Regions from separate parts of the Mus musculus genome. Here region 1 is linked to region 2. A link is a contact called in public HiChIP or PLAC-seq data. All regions are on one chromosome and are shown on one strand. The core of a region is the stretch at or near the end of the contact, and the rest is flanking DNA. Distances in the headings are between cores, read along the strand shown. Region 1 overlaps Adamtsl4 (ADAMTS-like 4). Region 2 holds the start of Hormad1 (HORMA domain containing 1).

The links. HiChIP or PLAC-seq counts read pairs in DNA pulled down with a chosen protein or histone mark.
Region 1: an H3K27ac HiChIP or PLAC-seq map of embryonic stem cells shows a contact between it and region 2, with 14 read pairs. The contact joins the enhancer-like site here to the promoter of Hormad1 in region 2. A contact is called at or near these places in 3 of 39 promoter capture datasets (3T3-L1-derived adipocytes, cranial neural crest and macrophages), 3 of 115 datasets of contacts at active chromatin or transcription factors (bone marrow-derived macrophages and embryonic stem cells) and 2 of 9 other capture datasets (adipose tissue and liver).

Annotation. Positions count from the first base shown.
Region 1 is chr3:95,672,600-95,680,058 of GRCm38.p6, forward strand. Adamtsl4 (ADAMTS-like 4) reads right to left here. Exons shown (of 18, transcript NM_144899.3): 13 at 7,392-7,459; 14 at 6,989-7,165; 15 at 5,209-5,406; 16 at 4,929-5,108; 17 at 4,512-4,656; 18 at 3,602-4,370. The coding sequence ends at 4,234. It overlaps Gm52627 (a long non-coding RNA gene), which reads left to right. Exons shown (of 2, transcript XR_003954671.1): 1 at 1-339; 2 at 422-3,643. Among named protein-coding and RNA genes, the nearest start is that of Gm52627, 4.2 kb to the left of the region's middle. Within about 2 kb of position 3,027, at least 274 of the 459 cell types and tissues checked have an H3K27ac peak or open chromatin away from gene starts, as enhancers often do. A contact at or near this core is called in 3T3-L1-derived adipocytes, adipose tissue, bone marrow-derived macrophages and 2 more, where this site is marked.
Region 2 is chr3:95,555,785-95,562,408 of GRCm38.p6, forward strand. It overlaps Hormad1 (HORMA domain containing 1), which reads left to right and starts at 3,893. Exons shown (of 15, transcript NM_001289532.1): 1 at 3,893-3,948; 2 at 5,444-5,496. The coding sequence starts at 5,461. It overlaps Ctss (cathepsin S), which reads left to right. Exons shown (of 8, transcript NM_021281.3): 8 at 302-621. The coding sequence ends at 401.

The sequences.
Region 1 (7,459 bases), core at 1,777-4,276, 120 kb after region 2:
CACACACACACACACACACACACTGGGGGTGGTTCCTTCACAGCTGAACCAACAGGGCTTGCTTCTCACACAGGAAATGCACGAGCGGGTCTGTTTTCCTTTTGTTATGTGTGTAGGGGGACGGGGAGTAAAGGGGAAGGTTTTATTCTGTGGTCCAGGTTGGCTTGGAACTCTTGATAATCCTTCCTCTGCTTCTGATGTGAGAGCAGAGATGGGTAGTGCCCCCAGCTCCCTGGGTTGAAGCAGGCACAGCTGATGCTCCCTGCCAGCCCTACCCAGGTTCCAGCCTCAGACCTGAAGCATCCTCCATTGGAATTTCCCCAACGCCCCATCTCCCAGGTAAAGGAGCCCAACCCCAGGTTGGTGACAGGTGCTAGGTATGCTGAGATTAACCCAGACTGTTTCTCTCTCTTGTTGTCAGGCTTAGGTACTTTCCTGAGACTTCTACTTCCTGTACAAAGAAGGTGCTTTTCTCGCCTCCCCACCTGCCTGCACCATGCAAACCCTTCTCCCAAGACACCCCCACTCAGCCCTGGGATGGTGGTTTTGAGGGGTGCTGGTGTGAAGAGGAATCCCCCCACCTCCACTTAGTTCTCTTCAGACCACAGACCCCTCTAACAAGGTGCTGCTCCCTGGCTGCAAGAGAAGGGCCCCTGGCTTGGTTCACTGGTGAGAGAGGAGAAAGCAGTCTGTCAACTTTAGCTTTGGTGTGGTGACACATGCCCAGCACTTTGGAGCCATGGGCAAGGAAGATCACAAGCTCCGGCTTGACAGACACACTCAAGCCCTGGACAGCAGCCTAGTATTTTGGGCTCAACCTCAGACCTGCTGAGCAGAAAGTGAAGTCTTGATGAGTGGCCCGGGAGGGAGTGTTGAAACTCCATCAGGTCCACCTTTGCAGCTGCGCTCCTGCTGACCAGGTGGCTAAGGGGGATGCGGAAGTCTAGTCGCTAAATTTAGTAGAAAGGCTGCAGCTTAAACTGAGAGGGTATTTACCCTAGGAAGTTTAAGTAAGGGGGAGGGGACCCCTAACCACTGGGAGCTTTTAAAAAATAATGCAGGGCCTCGGGTTTCATGCATGCCAAGTAAACTCTGTCGCCCAGCCGCACTTCAACACCGCTGAACTTACAGACCATACAGTTCGTCTGTACACTAGAACCACCTCTCTGGGCAGCAGACACTCAGAAGTGGGGACTCCTTGGCCATGCAGTGGCCTCTGCATGCTTGCTCTCTGCGTGCATGTCATTTGCTCCCATCACTCCCCCCACCCCCATCTCAAGTCTCAAAGGTCCAGTTCCTCTAAGTTCTTCCCTAAATTCCCCCTAGTGCAGCAAGCCAGGGGCTGCACCGCATCCATCTGCCCTTTGGGTTTTAACTTCCTTACTCAGACCCTCCAAAGAGTTTCAGAGGTCAACAAAGCAGCGTCTGGCCACACCGCTCCTTCTAGGGGTCCAGAGAAAGGGGTGCTTCAAGGCAGGCCCGCCTTCCTTCCCAGAACCGTCTGCTCTGACCCCACACTGCTTGCAGATGAACTGAGGACTGCAGGGACTTCTCTTTACAGTGAGGAGTAGAGGGCAGACACCGCCGCTCCCGCCCCCTCCCCCCCCACCCCCCAGGCTAGAGGCGAGAAGCTCTGGGGATCAGAAAAAGAAAGGAGGTGTTGGGGGGAACCCTTGAGGGCTATGGCTGCATTCTCCACCTGTGATTGGCTCTCAAGCCCAGACCAAAATCTAAACCTGCCCAGCAACAACCCTAAGAGGCCTCAAAAGGGAGGGGAAGTCAGCTGAGCTGTGGCCTCCACCCCAGCCCTGTTTCCAGGAACTGATGGGCGGGCTGGGAGGGCAGCCACCCCTCCCTTGCTCGGGGACTCTGTGTTCACTGCCTGCATCTGGAAGCTGACTCCTGGGCCCCATTTCTCTGGTCCCTACATCTTTGCCTGTCCTTCCAGGGTCACCTAAGAAGGAAGCACACCTGACCCTCTTCAGAGGCAGGGCATTCTTGTAGCCTCCTTGTGGAACCCCTGTCCTGGGCCAAAGTCAGGTTTTTTTCATGGTGTATTTGGGGAAAGGGTCTCACAAGTATAGCCCAGGCTAGCCTTGTGATCTTCCTGCCTCAGCCTCCCACGTGCTGGGATCACCCATGGCTTTATTTTTTAATTAAAAAAAAAAAAAAGAAATAAAAAGGAACAGATATGACTGCTCCTAGGTATGACGAAGGAGAAAGTTTACAGTAGATCAGAAGAACAAAGCCAGAGGCAGCCACATCTGGGAGAGTTCAGAGTGATCCTGACCTTGTGAGGAGAGGGGGGAGGGGAAGGGAGCAGAAACCAGGTCCAGCTACCAGTAGGCCAAAGGTACAAAAGGGGCAGGTAGCCAGGACGGTTGCTTATAAAGGGAGGGGCAGTCCAGTCCCGTGGGCTGGGAGACAGGGTGTGCCAGTCATACCCTTGTAACAGCGACTGAGGGATGCTGGGAGAACCTGTTGACTGTCAGGTCCACTTTGATATATTAAGCAGGCGCCTCAGCCGTTTGTCCGGGGTTAATTTTCCTTCCCCTCCTTTGTCACCCACTCAGTCCCCTTACACTGTGCTTGCTGTCATCTTCCTGCTCAGCCACATCCAGCGGGAGGACAGCCTAAGTCCCAAGGCAGGGAGCTTTGTACCCTTCTAATGTAGCAAAGGGTTTGCTACAGTGGAACAACTTTATTCTTAGGGGAACTTGGTATCCAAGGAGTGTAGCTGTGTTCAGAAAATAGTAGTAAAACTGTCTGCAGGCTTTTACTAATGGCCATACTCAGCCTGTCTGAAGAGGCACAGACAGAACAAGGCTGCCTCCAGCGGGGCATCGGCAGCAAGAAAGTCAGGCCTCAGAACCAACTGTAGGGGCCAGGGAAGAGGACCCTGGAGAAGGCTGTCCACTCCACCTTTAACAAGTTATTTACTTTGAAAGAAACACACAGGGAGAGGGAAGTGGTGGGGGAGGGAGGAGGCCTGGTGAGACATCTCTGTGGAATGTGTCTCTGGCAGGACATCTGGTCCTGCCTTGGCCCCTCCTCCCTCCTCCTGCAGTCACAGAGTCATGCGGGCCAAGCTCCTATGATTTTGCTGAGCAAAGAGAGGGGGCAAAGTTACCACCCCATGCACCCATGGAAAGCAGTAAGCAGGCATCTAGCAGGGAAGTGGGTAAAAGAGGAGGAGACAGGGCCAGAGCGAGAGAACCTGAAAAGCAACATGCATGCCCCACGCTCGTGCGCACACAAGCCAGCTTAGCCCTGCATTGAAAAGTTCTGCTGGATTCCTAGAGACAACAGGAAGAGCCTACCCAAAAGCCCACCACAGGCTCTCTGCTGGGATCCAAGCACCCATTACTGCTCCTAAACTGGGAAAAGTAGCGGCCTCTAGTGGCCAGTAAGCCATCTGCAGATCTGTAGTGGGACAGAATCTTAGGCCCTTGATCCAGACTGCCCCAGGTTTGAAGCTCACTCCACAGCCCATGAGGACCACATCTTCCTCCCATCCCTAAATGCCGCTCCTCTTCCCACACCACATCTGGCCTCACATTGCTCGGATGGTGGGGTCCCCATGAACATAACGAAGAGCATGTTTATGTCAAAACCAACTTTAATAAAAAATAAATTACTTCTGGGGTGGGCATCATTTTCAGTGTGAAGTGGCGACTGGGGCTAGGATGTCTTATGCTGACGTTTCTCTTTTTCACCCTCGACACAAGTGGTCCCTGCCCTGGAGAGGTGTGGTCCTTCCCCAGTAAGGTAGGGTAGCAGTGGCTGATCCCTGCCCCTGCTAATGAGGGAGGTAGGAATACAGAGACTAGATAAGGCAGGGATGGGAACAACAGGGTAATTTAGAAGATGTGGAGACGAGGATTGGGGCACAGACCTGGAACTTCTGGGGGACACACACTATGTAGCTCAGATTAGTGTGGAAATATAACCTTGCTCTCTCCCCCTTTCTCCCCAGCCCAGAAAAGCATGAGGGATACAGGCACCGCCCACTTCCTATTCTTTCTCAAGCTGCTTTTGTGGAAGTGATAAACATACACAGGACAGACCCCCAGGCAGGTCAGGTACACTTCTTGAGCTATCACACTGTAGGTCTCTCACCCTGGAGGATCCCTCTGGCAAGGCTGAGACCAGGTGAAAAGCCAGAGGGTACAGAGCGGGCTAGTCAGTGGGTGGCACAAGAAAACCACGAAGGCAGGGTCTCTGGGACCCGTTTCAAGCCGGTTCCAGCTGGGACTGCTCCAGGACATGGGCACAAGAGCGGCAGCAGGTAGTTGTGTAGTAGGGGTAGACGCAGAGCCGGGCCTGTACCACCAGGGGGCAGTGTGGAGAGCTGTCCTTGCATTGGTCATCTGAGGACAGAGGTCAATGGCACAAGACTGGACTGACATCATCCCCTCTGGGAGCGTGGTACCCAATCCCACCAGCTCTTCTCATATCTGCCCATAGTCCAACTCCATCCCCTCTACTGGGGTGGGTGGGACGCTCTTTACCTGGTCGCTGGTTGCAGGGTTGGCTGTTGCAGGGCCGCTTCCTGGAAGGTCTCAGGTGAGGAGGGCATCGGGAGCTGAGAGTCTGGTTGCCACTCAGGCACTGGACTTCCCTCGTCTGCATGCCTCCCTGGCAGGATCGAGAACACTGGGGAGACCACAGCCATCTGATCAGATGTCTAACGTTCTCAGGGCTGCTCCCCAGGCCACCCACTTCCTCTCTGAGAGACTGTGGTAGAACATTCTCCAGGAACATTATAAGACCCCAAATGGAGAGGGTCCCCCAGTCCTGCAAGTCTTTGGGAAGTGGGACAACACAAAAGGTCGACTGGGTTGTCCTGGGCCGAGAGAGGCTTGGCTGAGTGCAGGCCTCTTTGTTAGAGGCCCAAGGAGAGCAAGGCACGGGTGCCAGGCACTCACCGGACTCCAGAGAGTGGAGAACCATTTGTCCTCACAGGCCTGCCCCTGACAGGGCTGCAGGGCAGGCGGCCTGGGTAGGTGGGAACAGTTGCTGGGAGAAGTCACATTGAACTCGGCCCCCAGCTTGGACACACAGATAATGTCTCTGTGTTGTGTGCCAGACCCACACTCCGAGGAACACTGTAAGGGAGGGGAAGAGAGATCACTCTTAAGTTTAAAATGTGGGGCTTCGCCAGGACTGGTTTCCCTTCGGTCCCGCATCTCAGGGCCCCCAGCTGACCTCACTCCAGGGGCCTGTGAACCAGCGCCATGTCCTCTCACAGGGCCCTAAACTGCAGGCACGCATATCGGGAGGGCGGCTTCTGAGAGGGCAGCCCTGCTCAGTGCTTCCTGCTTCCGGGTCTCCCTGAAGGGTCTCCCCACTCCTAAGGCAGACCACAGCGCGTCTCTGGATTCCTGTCCCGCACTCGGCTGAGCACTGTTGGGAGGGAGAGTGACCTATGTGTTGGGAGGTGAGGAAGCCCTGGGGATACCAGCCTGGGAGAGGAGATAGACAGCTGGGTTCTAGTCTGTTCTTGAACTTGGTGTAAAGCTGAGATACTTAAATTTCTGACCCTCTTGCTTCTACCTCTTGGGTGCTGGGGTTAAGAGTGTGTGTCATACACCTGGTTTATGTGACACTGGGGAGCAAAAGTCGGGCCTCATGCATGCCAGCTTTGCAAACACCGCCAACTGAGCTACACCATATCTTACCTATTTATTTATTTATTTGTGTGAAACCTATTGTTTCTGTATGTACAATTCTTTTAAAGACAGGGTCTCTCTATGTAGCTCTAGTCATCCTGGAGCTGGCTGTGTGGACCAGTCTGGCCTCAGACTCAGAGAGATTCTCCTGTTTCTGCCTCCGTAGTAGTGAAATTAAAGGTGTGTGCTTGCGAGTCCAGCTTGTGTGTGAGTGCAGGGGCCCAAGGGCTGGTTCTCTTTTTCCACCATGGGATCCAGAGCCTCACTCAGATTGCCGGGCCTACCACACAAGGAGTTTCACCTACTGAGCCATCTGGCCAGTCCCCTGCTGCGTTTTACTTTGCTGTTTTGTGTGTATGTGTCTGTGTATACCACATATGCTCACAGAGGCCAGAAGAGGATACCAGATCTCCTGGAACTGGAGTTAGCAGTGATTGTAAGCCACTTGATGTGGGTACTGAGAACTGAATGCAGGTCCTCTAGGAAAACAGAAATGCCCATAACTACTGAGCTATCTCTCCAGCACATTTTTTCTTTATTCTTTTTTGTCTGGTTGGTTGGTTGGTTGGTTGGTTGGATTTTTGTTGCCCATGGTTTTTTGAGGCAGGGTAGCCCTGGCTAGCCTAGAATTCAAACTCACAGAGAGTTCTCCTGCCTTATCTGGGATGAAAAGTACTGCCGTATCCAGCTTGCATCTGTTTGTTTGTTTGTTTGTTTGTTTGTTTGTTTTAAAAAGACAGATTGAGCCGGGCGGTGGTGGCACATGCCTTTAATCCCAGCACTTGGAAGGCAGAGGCAGGCGGATTTCTGAGTTCGAGGCCGGCCTGGTCTACAAAGTGACTTCCAGGACAGCCAGGGCTATAGAGAGAAACCCTGTCTCGAAAAACAAACAAACAAACAAACAAACAAACAAAAAGACAGATTGAGGGGGGGAAGGGGTGGTAGCACACACCTTTAGTCCCAGCACTTGCTAGCCAGAGGGAGGTATATCTCTGTGAGTTTGAGGCTAGCCTGGTCTACAGAGCTAGTCTAGGACAGCCAGGTTACACAAAGAAATCCTGTCTCGAAAAAAACAAAACAGAACAAAAAAGTTCTATTGCTGCCATATGACCTGGAACTCACTATGTAGCCCAGGCTGGCCCAGCCTCCCAAGTACTAAAATGATGGGTGTGAATGTAAGTTTTTCCCACTTAACTCTGAATTCCTAGGCTAAGTCAAAAACAAAGTTTATCAAGGCTGTGTTGAACAGGGTGTGACAACATGGCCTGGGGTACAGTCACCAGGGAAGGCAGATTTGCCAGAAGTATAGGACCCACCTTGGAACTCCAGTCACTGTAGAACCAGGCTGTGGTGCAGGGGCCCATGTCACAGGCCTCTCTGCTGGGGGGCGGCGGGGGCCCTGAAGCACACTCCTGCTTGTCCACCTCATCACCATTACTGCCAACACACCGAACTTGCCGGCTCCTCTGACCACGACCACAGCGCACAGAGCACTGAAGGATGAGAGACCCGAGGCTGGGCGTCAGCCATCTTCCAGCCTTGCTTCTACAGAACTAGGGTTTCACAGACTGGGGGAGCTGAGCAAGGGCCTCCAGGCTGCCAATCCTGTTGTGTCTGTCTGATACTAGGTTCCATAGAGGTCTTGTTTGGAAAGTTTCTGATGACAAAGAAGAAAAGGTGGAAATTCTTTGGAGCCTACTTCTCAAGGGTCCTCCTCACCTGGCTCCAGGGGGAGCTAATCTCCCAGTGGCCACAGAGGTGCAGCTGACAAGGCTGGGTGATGTTGG
Region 2 (6,624 bases), core at 2,643-5,142:
TATTTATGTAAAGCTAGAGACATGGTTCAGTGGATAAAAGCACTGGCTGTTCTTCCAGAGTGCCTGGGTTCAATTCCCAGCACCTACATGGGAACTCACAACTGTTTGTAACTCCAGTTTCAGGGGATAGACACAGACATACATGTAGGCAAATCACCAATGCAGGTAAAATAAAATAAATAAATAAATTGATTGATTGATTAAACATATGTAAATGTAAATGTTTTAGGGGAAGCAAAGAGGTAAAATATAGTTTTATTATATTATTTTGTAATTTTGCTGTTTTTTTCTCTTTTTATAGTTGGGGCCTTAACTTTGGTGATCAAGGATACATTCGGATGGCAAGAAATAATAAAAATCACTGCGGAATTGCTAGTTATTGCTCTTACCCAGAAATCTAAACCATTTCTTCTTTTTCTAACAAGTCACAAAGATGGAATATACTCTAACTTAATTTGCCTGCAATATCCAGAGGAACCAAGTGTGTCGTGATCAATGTGTAGTTACTGTACTAACTAGGTTATAGCTATTTTTACACCCTGTTGTCTAGTGTTTTCTAATAACCATTTGTAACATGATAGCCCCAAAGTGCTTAATAAAATCTGTCATTTCAAATATCTATTATTGTCACAAATGATTTTTTTCAAGTCGTCCTTAGATAACATTTATACCCTATCATGAACAAGGCTATGTTAGTGATGAGCAGTAGCTATTGTGATGAAGAAAACATTGTTATAAAGTTGTTATGAAAAATGACAGGCATAGTGAGACATGCTTATAATTCCATTTCTCTGGAGGCAGAGGCAGGCAGATCTCTGAGAGTTCAAAGCCAGCCTGGTCTACAAAGTTAGTTCCAAGAAAGGCAAGGCCGTTACACAGAGAAACCTTGTCCTGAAAAAACAGAAGCAAAGCAAGCAAACAAAAAACAACGCTTAAACCACCAAGCAAAGGAAACACATGTGGGATTCGTGTCTCCAGCTGCATATGTAGCAAAGGATGTGGTTGGTCATCAATGGGAGGAGAGGCCCTTGGTCTTGTGAAGGTTCTATGCCCCAGTATAAGGGAATACCAGGTCCGGGAAGCAGGGGGGGATGGGTGGGGAGCAGGGCGAGGAGGGAGGGGATAGGGGATTTTCAGAGAGGAAACTAGGAAAGGGGATAACATTTGAAATGTAAATAAAGAAAACATCTAATAAAAATTTTCAAAAAAAAAAAAAGATCAGAAAAGGGAGGAGGGGAGAGCATGGGGAGAGGAGGAAGAGAGACTACAGGAGGGAGATCTGTCTCTCTCACAAGGTTCTTATAAAAGCAATGGAATGCTAGACAGTGAATTTGAAAATTCTTGGAGGGGCTGGAGAGATGGCTCAGTGGGGAAGAGCACTGACTGCTCTTCCAAAGATCCTGAGTTCAAATCCCAGCAACCACATGGTTCACAACCATCCATAATGAGATCTGATGCCCTCTTCTGGTGTGCCTAAAAGACAGCTACAGTGTACTTACATGTAATGAATAAATCTTTAAAAAAAAAAAAGAAAAGAAAATTCTTGGAAATTTGGAAATTTATAAACGTGAGAAGACTGCATGAGAAAATGCTAGAGCAAGATCTCTGCCATTTTTGATCCTGAAAACAATATTCTAGTCTTCTAGACTTCATTGTTCTTCTTACTGAATTGTGGGGGACTCTGAAATCGCCAACGCCAGCACCAGGTTCCATGAGGCTTCTCAAACATCATTTTCCCTCTGGAACTGCATTGTCTTCCCTAACATTTATTTATTCATTTGCCTGTGTGGGTACACGTGCTAGGGTGCACATGTCGGGGGCAGGGGACAGTTTGCAGAATTGATTCTTTTCTGTCACCTTGAGGATTCCAGGAATAGAACTCAGTCTATCCTGCTTGGCAGAAACTGCCTTTACCCACTGAGCCACTTCAACAGCCTAGGAACTGTGTTTTCTTCCTTCCTTTCTTTTTTTTCTTAGATATTTTCTTCATTTACATTTCAAATACTATCCTGAAAGTCCCCTATACCCCCCCACACACACACCCTGCTCCCCAACCCACCCACTCCTGCTGCCTGACCCTAGCATTTCGCTGTACTGGGGCATATGATCTTTGCAAGACCAGACCAGGGCCTCTCCTCCCATTGATGACCAACTAGGCCATCCTCTGCTACATATGCAACTAGATACATAGTTCTGGGGAGTACTGGTTAGTTCATATTGTTAATCCTCCTACAGGGTTGCAGACCCCTTTAGGTCCTTGGGTACTTTCTCTAGCTTCTTCACTAGGGTCCCTGTGTTCCATCCGATAGATGACTGTGAGCATCCACTTCTGTATTTGCCAGACACTGGCATATCCTCACAAGGGATAGCTATATCAGGGTCCTGTCAGCAAAGTCTTGCTGGCATAGACCGCTTGCAATACCGTCTGGGTTTGGTGGTTGTATATGGGATGGGTCCCCGGGTGGGGCAGTCTCTGGATGGTGGTGTTTTCAAAACACTTGTATGAAGCAGAGCTGAGCCGGACGTGGTGGCTCACACATTTAATCCCAGCACTCGGGAGGCAGAGGCAGGTAGATTTCTGAGTTTGAGGCCAGCCTGGTCTACAAAGTGAGCTCCAGGACAACCAGGGCTATATAGAGAAACCCTGTCTCAAAAAAACAAAAACCAAACCAAACAAACAAACAAACAAGAATATGAAGCAGGGCTGGTGGTCCTTTGGACAGCCTGATGAAGGATCAGCAGTTTGACAACATCTTGGCTTAGCTACCGCCCACAATCTTGAAGGCCAGTACTGAAAATCACCATTTCAAAAATAAAACTTACTTTTGTTTTTAAATGAGACAAATTGCTCTCAAAGCTATCCACTGTCCCCAGGTGTGTGTGTGTGTGTGTGTGTGTGTGTGTGTGTGTGTGTGTGTGTATAATATATATACATGTGATATATATTGCATATATATTATACACACACACACACATCTGTAAGTTTAGTCTGGAGGATGGGAGCAAGAAGTTGGCAGGATGGCCATTCAAGACCAACCTTGGCTATATAGAATAATTCTCAAAAATAAAAATATTAGGGCGGGTGAGAAGGCTCAGCAGGTAAAAGTAATTGCTATCAAACCTGGCAGCTCCGTTAGATCCTGAGACAACCCCCCACCCCATGGTAGAAGAGAGAACCAACTTCAAGTCATTCTTTGACCCCCACTTATGCTGTGGTATGAGCATGTCCAAGTACTGTCCTCTAACCTCCAAATGAATGTAATAAGGCACACACACGCATACTAAAAATTAAAAACTATTTGTTCTTTTGGTTTGAGTTTGTTTTGTTTTGTTTTGTTTTTTTCCCAGAGTCAGGGTTTCTCTGTGTAGCCCTAGCTGTACTGGAACTCACTTTGCAGACCAGACTGGTCTTGACCACAGAAATCTGCCTGCCTCTGCTTCCCGGGTGCTGGGATTAAAGGCATGCACCGCCGCAGTTCAGCTTTGAAATCAATTAAACAGAAATAAAAACCTAAGTAAGCAGACTGGTAGACGACTGATTTCCTCAGAGGCATCGTTAACTGGATGTGGGGACTGTACAGCAACCGGAAAATCTAACAATCATCTAAAAGTGACAAAATCTAAAGCAGAAAACAGCAACACCGGGTGTGGGGACACCGGGGGTCTCTGGGGAGCCAGCTGTGTCGGGCAGGCTTTGTACCTTCAGCGACCTGACCCCGGTCAGGCCTTGGCCTGCTGGGGACGGCGCTGGAGCCTTGCTGCGAGCCTGGCTCCCGGCAGGCCTTGCGCAGCTTTTGGCGGGAATAGTGGTCTGGCCTGAGGTCAAAGGGTGCGCCACGTGCCAGTGACAGTTAAGGCGCATGCGCACTGCGCACGTGCTGACCGGAGCGCCGCACTTCAAGACTCTTGCCTGTCGCTGCCGGACGCTTCCCTCAGGCGGTGCGTAAAGTATGTTTATTTTCGGCTTGGTTCTCTTCATTTTTTATCATCCCTTAGTCACTTTTCTGTGGCCCTTCGCCCTCTCAGGTTCCTTACGGTCCAAACAGCAGACATTTGAGAGACTTTGTGTGCTTGTGTCCGAAGCGGGTCCTGAGGGGGCGACGAGGGCAGCTGGCAGTCGCCATGGGACTAACGGTTTCCAGCCGTGTCAGGTCTCTTATTTTGTGCGGACTTCTACGTGAATTCTCATGTTAACAGACGAAATAGAGACCAGGGTGCAAGGAAATTTAAGTCGGTTTACCAAGATAGTTGGGAACTCAGAGTCAGTCATTAAAAGAATCAGAAGGTGGGTGGAGTGTCGGCCACTGTGCTCTACATAGCGTAAGTCACAGGCCAGCCAGAGCTACATAGTGAGACCTTGTCTCAAAATATAAATTAAGATTTGAGAATAAATGGTGCATGATGGCACTGGGGGGTCGGGGGGAGGCCGAGGGATCAGAAGTTCAAGATGAGGCCGGGTGTAGTGGCTCACTCCTTTAGTCCCAGTACCAGCTAGGCAGGGACAGAGGCGGGTGGGTCTCGGAGGCCAGCCTAATCTACAGAGAGAGTTCCAGGACAGCAGAGCTACGTAGAGAGACCTGCCTTGAAAGAAAGAAAAACAAAGTCGAAATTCATTCTTGGCTACATGAGAAAAGAAATTTAAAAAAAAAAATAGTATTGTCTGCTGACCTTAAAAATGTTTTCGATACATATCAGGGAGGGGAATATATGTGAACATGCCATGGCATGTGTAGAAGTCAGAGGACAGCTTATGGGAATCAATTTGCTCCTTCTGCCTGCCATGTTGTTTCTACCAGCTAAGATCATCAGCCCAGAGGCAAGCTCCTTTACCAGCTCAACCATCTTGTGCCCTCCTGGCTTTCCCATTTATAGTTTCAGAGCAACAATGCATACTGAGCCTGATAAAGGAGTCATCTGATTTGACTTTTTTGATATAATTATTTTTAAATTATCAGGCACCATCCCCACCCCCAAAATACAAAAAAACAGAAAAGCAAAAAAGGTCTCAGACAGTCTTGCCTGGACTACAACTTTCTAACCAGCTAAGGATAAACTTGAAATACTGATCCTCTTGCCTGAGCATCTTAAATGTTAGGATTATAGGCATGTACCACACCCTGGAGCAATACATTGACCTCTTTTTTTTTTTTTTTTTTTTTTTTTTTTTGAGACAGGCTTTCTCTGTGTAGCCCCGCTGTCCTAGAACTCCCTCTGTAGACCAGGCTGGCTTCGAACTCATAGAGATCTACCTGCCTCTGCCTTCCTAGTGCCGGGATTAAAGGCATGTTCCACCACTGTCTGGCTACATTGACTTTTAAAGATTGAATTTTAAGTAAAATTCTGAAATTTATTAAGATAAAAATCCCATATGTAATAAGATAAAATTTTAGAGATAAAAATTAAATCTGAAATTAAAATTTATATTTGTGTTACATGTTTGAAGAAAATATTTCTTGGAAGATGGCCACTATGCAGTTGCAGAGGACAGCTTCCCTGGTATGATTTCTTATGACTTAATATGTATTAATTTAACTGAGTTTCTTATTTCTTGAAGTTGTAAATATTTTATTGTTTATAAGAGTCAAGTATTTTGATGCTTTAATTGTATTAGGACATTCTTTAAGGAAATAAGTAATGTAGAATTCTTTTGAGCGTTTAGTATAGTACCATAAGTTGTTCATTCAGTGGCATCTCCTTCGTTGGAGCTCTCACCAGCCAAATGTGACAGTTGTAAAGTGCAAGTAAGGTTGAGTCCTGCTTGTTTTCACTCAGCAATCCAAGTATGAACCCAGTGATTGTGTTTTGTTCTAGGGGGTTCTTTTCCTAATAATGGTTTTTAGCTGCTGTTCGTGAAGAGAGTGAATACTTAGAATTGTGCCACTAAGGAGAGGAAATTCTATCTAAGAGACTGTTCTTCTCTTTATTATTGTTGTTGTTATTATTTATTATTATTTTAGATAGCATCTCACTCTGAAGCCCTGGTTGGACTGGAACTTTGTATGTAGACCAGGCTCTCCTCGCAGAGATCCACCTGCCTCTGCCTTCTGAGCATTGGAATTACAAGCATTTGCTGCCACCCATGGCTCAAAGTGCTGCTTTTTTTTTTTTTTCTATTTATTTTGTACTGGTGGTTTGCTTGCATGTATGTCTGTGTACTATGTGGGAACTGTGCTGTCAGATCCCCTGGAACGAAAGTAAAATTCTGTTAGCCACTGTATGGGTGCCAGGAATGAAACCTGATTCCTCAAGGAGCAGGCAATGCTCTTGACTGCTAACTAGCCCTCAAGTGCATTTCTTTCTCTTGGCTTTCTGAATGTTTGTTTTTTGAGACAGGGTTTCTCCGAGTAGTCCTGACTGTCCTGGTACTTGCTCTGTAGACTTGGCTGGCCTCAAACTCACTGAGATCCAACTGCCTCTGTCTCCTAAGTGCTAGGAATAAAGGCTCGCACCACCATGCCCTAAAATCTCAAGGATGCTTATGACTGTTAAACACATTTTGCTTTACTCTTGGGCCATTAACCCTGAACACACCCCGGCACCTTATAATTTGCAGTAACTTTTTGGGGATGATGATTTTGGAGAATTATTTAGGAAAGTACTGTGCTTATGCAAAACTAGACTCTG